Linked DNA regions of Zea mays: region 2 is linked to region 1. A link is a contact called in public Hi-C data. All regions are on one chromosome and are shown on one strand. Each heading gives the region's core, a stretch centred on a gene start, on an enhancer-like site or on the middle of the called end of the contact. The rest is flanking DNA. Distances are from core to core; before and after follow the strand shown.

Region 1 (3,214 bases), core at 454-2,953:
GCGGTCGCCACGAGCCTTTTGCCCGGCCCTGCTCCTCCCATTCACCGGGAGGCGACGACAGGCCCGAGTGACCCGCGCATGCGCACAGCCAGACCTGTCGGCGCGCGTCGTCGATCGGGGCCACGGCATGGCATCCCATGCAAAGCGAGAGGTAGATGACAAGTGACAACTGACAGCAGCGCGCTCTCACTGCCATGCCATGCCAACTAGCTATCTCCGACCTCCTGGCCTCTCTCATCACACACTACTGGCCAGCAAGTGTCCGCGAAACTGACCCGGCCGCCGTTTGGCTGTCGTCTTTATCGTTACTGTCCTGATTATGATGGCTTGCTTAATTAGGCGTCGCGGCACGTAACGACGAACGCGCGCGGTTAGATTGGATGGAACCGAACAAGCTGCTAGCGAGGAGTGTAGCTAGCACGCTGTAAACAAATTAAGCTGCTGCGTGATGGCAGATGAGACATGTAGATATATATATAGATATTGATATATTACCAGTACGTACGTAGTACAAGTTGACAGATCGATCGGGGTTGGTCGGTTGTCTGTCAAGGAGGAAACAACTCGATCCAGACCACACACATAGGTTTACACCACCACCACGACGACGACGACGAACATGGGACGAAGCAGCCAAGTACAAACAAATGGAAAAGGAGCTAAGCTACTAGGAGAGTATAGCAAGGAAACAAACAGCCAAGAGTGGAAGAGAGAGAAACCATACTTAAGCTAGGCAGCCCTAGTTAATACGGAGTAGTACTTAATAATGCCCTACCAATTAATAAACCAGCCTTAGCCTGTCGTCGGCGTACGTCGTCCTTGGGTATATTCAGCTGCTATATGTGGTACACACACACACACTCGGCAATGCGCTGAGATCTGGCGATGGCGAGAGGCCGGCCGTCACGCCATGGCCGGACGGACGGACTTGGGCTAGCGGAGGAGGCTGCGGATGATCTCGGCGCCGGGGCTGTTGTGGTCCATGCTGGCCATGAGGTCCGACAGGCGGTCGCTCAGATCGTCCACCTCCCGGTGCAGGCTCTTGATGTAGCTGCAGGTCTCCTTGAGCAGCTTCGTCGTCGACGCCTGCATATCACATCGTACGCACACCACCGTTGTTTTGTTTACATCATCAGACGATCCACGACGATCTCTTGGCTTGGAGCGAGTGAGCTACCAGCTGCCAATAGCACTCTTTATGCATACTTGCAATAAGCGGTACGGTGGCACTGGCACCGCAGTGTATAGCACTCTTTAATTTATGCATGTGTGTCGTGTCGGTGTGATGGTGTCAGTGTCACTACTCAATACTGTGAGATCAGAGAAGTAAAACTACCTAGCTAGCTAGCTAGATCATGCACATCTTGGTTTGAATGCGCATGCGTTGTATCGTATATTCATACCTGGCTGCCGCCACGGCGGCGCGCGCTGGGGAGCAGCGTCTGCAGCCTCGAGATAAGCTCGTTGATCTCCTCCTCCGAGACCGTCGACGCGCGGGACCTCCGGCTCGACATCGTCCTTGTGTTAGAGAGAGAGAGAGAGAGATAATGCGGCGAAGAAGACCACCGGCCGGGATCGCGGAGGCTAAGCGACCGCCGGTGATGGAGCGAGACGACGATCGAGAGCAGCACCGAAGAGCGAGCTGAGCGGGAGGAAGGGGAGAGCAGCTGTGCGCGACCCGAGATCGAGCTCAGGAGCTATCCGATGAACGCTGGACGGCAAGCTCTCAAGTGTGGCGATCGATGGGAAGCAGAAAGGGGGCGGGGGGCTTAATTTATAGGGGAGACGAGACCAGCCGAGAGCCAGACGGAGGAGTTAGTTAGCTCTGCTACAAAGTAGTTTGGTCCTAGCCGAGCAGCAGCCCGAGCTTGAGGGGGAAGCTTGAGCTAGAGGTGGCTGGAGTCAGGCGGGCACAAGCGCACAAGGACAGGAAGATGTAACGCGATCCGTGATGATGCCAAGAGACAGCGAGTGATGTGGTGAAGAAACCGGCCCGCTGCCGTTGCAGGCATCACCTACAGAGAATTTGGGGGTTTCGGGGAGGGAGAGGGCCCGCGGCGCGTCCGGTCCCTCTCTTGTTGCTGTCAATAGCGGACGCCCACGGGCCCACCGTCTAGTTATGAGTTACGGCCACAGACCAACCTCCCACTCCACTTGCCGCGTGCCAAGGAATTCGGCTACCAGTAGGTAACTGGTGAAGATCCTTTCAAAAAAGAACTTTGTTGCCTCCTACACTATATATCGTCGTTGTCTAGATCCCGTACGTCGCAACCGTTTCCATTCGTAATTGAGTGTGTATAGTATAAAATATTAAGATATGTATGTTTTGTTGGTTAGATGAGTACCAACATGAGTTTAAAACCAACAACCATAGTTTGAATTCCTGTCTATACATAATTTTAGCTTTCTACCTTTAAATAAATATGGAAGGAAAGAGGTGTCGCACCACGACGATAAAAACTGTGTTTTTTATGTGATTTTAACTTATTAAGGTTCTTTAAACATACAAAATCATTTTAGGTTTCTCGATTTTTGGGAAAATTATTAATGATAGATTTGGACTAGATAACAAAAGTTTCTAGAAATTAGATTCAGCTACAAAAGACAGTAGAGAAAAATCCAGAATATTGTAATCAATGTCTAAATGTGTTTCAAAAACTTCTCATAAACAAACAAAAAATATATGAGATGCATCTAGTATATATGAATGCAACGTACATTATATATATATATATATATATATATATATATATATATATATATATATATATATATATATATAACTGGTGAAGATCCTTTTAAAAAAAGAACTTTGTTGCCTCCTACACTATCGCCGTACTCTAGATTTTCTAGTAAGCTCTGAAATCAGGGTAAAGTATTATTTACTAGTTAATTAGGTACTCGTAGGTTGCAACGGTTTTCATTCATAATTGAGTGTAGAGTATAAAACATAAAGATATATATATATATATATATGTTCTGTTGGTTAGATGAGTACAGACGCGAGTTTAAAGCCAAAAACTATGGTTTAAATTCCTATCTATACATAATTTTAGCTTTCTACCTTTAAATGTGGAAGGAAAGAAGTGCTGCACGCTAGCCTTTCAGGAGGTCTGGAGCTAAGAGATACACTATTTAGCGCTAACCAAAATTAGCCGCTAATAGCCTTATTTAGCCCGCTAAATACACAACATTAGCTCGATTTAGTTGCTAA
Region 2 (3,214 bases), core at 430-2,929, 79 kb after region 1:
AACTGTGGGGTTTTAGTTCAAAACTGAAGGTTTTTATGCTCGAACATGAAGATGCGTCCACCAGTGAACCACATTTTACGTAGTGTACCGCATTACATAAATAACTACACCGTGCAACAGAATTAGTATCAGTATATATCACAAACTGGTTCTAACAAGTCTAGTTGCATGGTTGTTAGAGTGATCCTATATTTATGGAAGAAATAAAGTATTTAAATATGATTTTTTTGTTTCCATGTATGCAATCAATTTCCTTTCATTGCACATTCCTGACATCTTAAATTTTTGTGCATGCAGTTGGAAACATATTTTTACATAGTGTATTGAATTGCATAAATACCTACACCGTGTAGCATAATTCGTATCAGTATATATCATAAACTTGTTCTAACGAGCCTAGCTGCATAGCAGTTGGAACGATACTATATTTATGGATAATTTTGCGCGCAATCAGTGGAAACGAAACTATCACGATCTGCTTATATATATATATATATATATATATATATACAAACACACACATGCTCAGGACAATGCCGTCCTCTTCTAACCCCCTACATCTTATGTTTATTTTTGTTATTCAAAGGATGAATATTGAATATGTATATATTAATACAAAAACATAAAAATATATAATCATGTTGGTTCGGTCCGACACTGCGGGTCGAGAAGGTGCCCTAGGCTTGTCACGATTCCCGGGCTTGGTCGTGATTCTGTTAAATGGGGCGTGCCTAAGGCTAGACCACCAATCATGACCCATTTGATCATTTATAGTCTAGTACCTACTCACACGTCGGTCCTGATCTCGCGAGCATAGAAAAAAAGCGAGAAAAAAACTTCATCGTGTCTCACCTCACACCACATACCTCTGCATGTCTTCTCCACCTATCTCCTCGCCACATCACTGCCTCGATGTCTCTAAGGCGAAATCCTAGGTGTACCACGAGACACGGTAAGATCCACGGGATCCGACCCTAAGAGCGTGTTGCCACGCGTTTAGATCTGCATGAGGCACACCGTCAGATCCGTTGTGCCGACAGAGATGACACCGCCGCACGCCTAGCTTGGCATTGATTTGGCTCGATCCGAAGGTGCCCGACTGTCGGTGACCCAATTCTGGTCCACACATTTGTCACCCTTTGGCGCGATCTATAAGTCTATGAGCTTAGATCTTGTCTAAATAAATATCCCATGCAAACTAGATTTATCTATGATACCCAGGTTTACCTATGATATATAAAAATTATAGCAACGAACGTACAACTAACTAGTACTAGCAGAGCGTCGGTTACGCTCTTTAGTGCAGCCAAATAAATGTCTGCCAAATTGCAAACCTTGTCGTGCATCTAGGGCGAAGCAAGACACAGTCGGGCCACGGCCAGTGCTGGGGCCTGTGGGTGGACCAACTCCTGGTCGTCCCCATCGGCGGCCTGCTCAACCCACATCTCCCCGCCATGGCCAGCCGGGGGGGGGGGGGGGGGGGGGGGGGGGGGGGGGGGCATGCACTTGCCGCCGCTTGCCTGCCGCGCATTATTGCGCTGCCGTTGCGTAAACCGGTGATGCCCGATCTGCGTCCTTCTGCATCAAAGGTGTGGATCCGACCAGATCAATGCTGCTCTGCCCCACTCTGTTGTCTCCGAGCAGCTCATGATCTGGGCGTTACCTGACTTCAAGGTTGCTAGCAGTTGCGGCACTGGAGCGCTACTAGGCTCTAGCTGTTTCTGTTTGTTTCGCAGTGCATGCATCTGCCATCTGGAGTGGACTCGTCTCACGTGTTGCTGCAGAACTAGCCGACCGGGCAGCAACGAGTGCTTCCGGAATCTGCTGCATGCGGCATGCGTTCTTCATTATCATGTGCATTTCCTGTCAGCTGAGAAGAGTTACTCTTCTTTGACTGTTTGAGAAGATCGGCGGACCCCGGATTCAGGTGGTACCGCGCGCTGAATCAGGCAGCCGGCATTCCCACGTGATAATTATTGGAGGCAAATTTTAAATATTGTTTCGAGAAATAGAAATTTTGCAGTCAACAGTATGGCTTTCGTCCATGCTTTAAGACATAGATCGACATAATCTCTTCAAGGGATTCTCTAGGCTACGTATAGTATTGTGCAAATGTCGGGGATTTTTTTCTGAAAAATGCCCTATTTGTTTCGACTTTTAGCCGACTTTTGGTCATCAGGATCGATTTCTCATAGTCAAACGTTTCATTTCTCACCCCGTGAGAATCTTTTCTAAAAATCATTCAAATCAATGTGAATATAGAATTCGCCTAGTCGTCGCGATGGTGTAATCCGCCCCTTCATAAACCCTAAATCGTGTATACCCCTTCATCTTCCTCCACACGTCAGCTTTACGATATCCAGAATCTCGTGATAGCTAGATTATTTAAGAATCCAGATTCTCAAAAATATCTTAAGAAAAAAGTCGTCCCAAATAAGCCTAATACGTGAATAAACAAAAAAAACATATCTCATTAGAAAACTGCTCACATTAGTAAAATAGACATCCTCTTTTTACCATCCTCCCATGTAAAGAAAAAGTTTAAATCAAAGGTATATTTTGTCAGAAAATTGTCCAAAATATGTGCATCCATGGCGGTTGAACTATAATGTATTCACTCCATACTAAAATAGTATTTCTTTTAACTCTGAATTTTTATGTTTATATTCAAATAAGCAATGATAAATCTAGACAAATATATAAAATACATACAACAAGTATATTGTATAAATTTATCAATTAATTAAAATAAATTTTAATTTAGGACGAAGGGAGTATCAAGTTTAGTTGTATATTTTTAGTATATAGTAAAACAAAACAGTATAGTCGCACCTTTGCCGAAACTTGGATGAACGCTCAAAAAAATATATTAAACGTATTCATTATTTTCTCAAGACGATTGATAGACATAAACAAAGAAGTTTTATGTATTTTTCATGTAGAGAATGTAAAAACGAGAGAGAAAACTCTTCATGCCTAACTATATTTGTTGGACTAAGCATGGAGAAACGGGAGTTCTAGAGGACGAACAAGAGGAGGAAGATAACACAATTTTGGACTATGCTCAGTATAGTTGTCACATCCGGTTTTAGAAGGCAAACCGAATGTGAGCCATGTACGTGTCAGGATCAGCAATTCACATACACAGCAGTTACATAACTGGATATCATCACATAGTGCTCAAATCATAATATAAAAGGGGAATAATAGTCGA

The links. Hi-C and Micro-C count contacts between places; a contact is called where the count stands out from the background.
Region 2: a contact with region 1 is called in a Hi-C map of ear, with 2.1 times the contacts expected there. The contact joins the enhancer-like site here to the promoter of LOC100281850 in region 1. A contact is called at or near these places in 4 of 25 Hi-C or Micro-C datasets (ear, leaf and tassel).

The regions. Positions count from the first base shown.
Region 1 is chr9:6,392,544-6,395,757 of Zm-B73-REFERENCE-NAM-5.0, forward strand. It overlaps LOC100281850, which reads right to left and starts at 1,704. Exons shown (of 2, transcript NM_001154770.2): 1 at 1,404-1,704; 2 at 478-1,086. The coding sequence starts at 1,514. The coding sequence ends at 934.
Region 2 is chr9:6,471,847-6,475,060 of Zm-B73-REFERENCE-NAM-5.0, forward strand. No RefSeq gene overlaps it. Among protein-coding and RNA genes, the nearest start is that of LOC100281850, 79 kb to the left of the region's middle. Within about 2 kb of position 1,680, at least 10 of the 20 cell types and tissues checked have an H3K27ac peak or open chromatin away from gene starts, as enhancers often do. A contact at or near this core is called in ear, where this site is marked.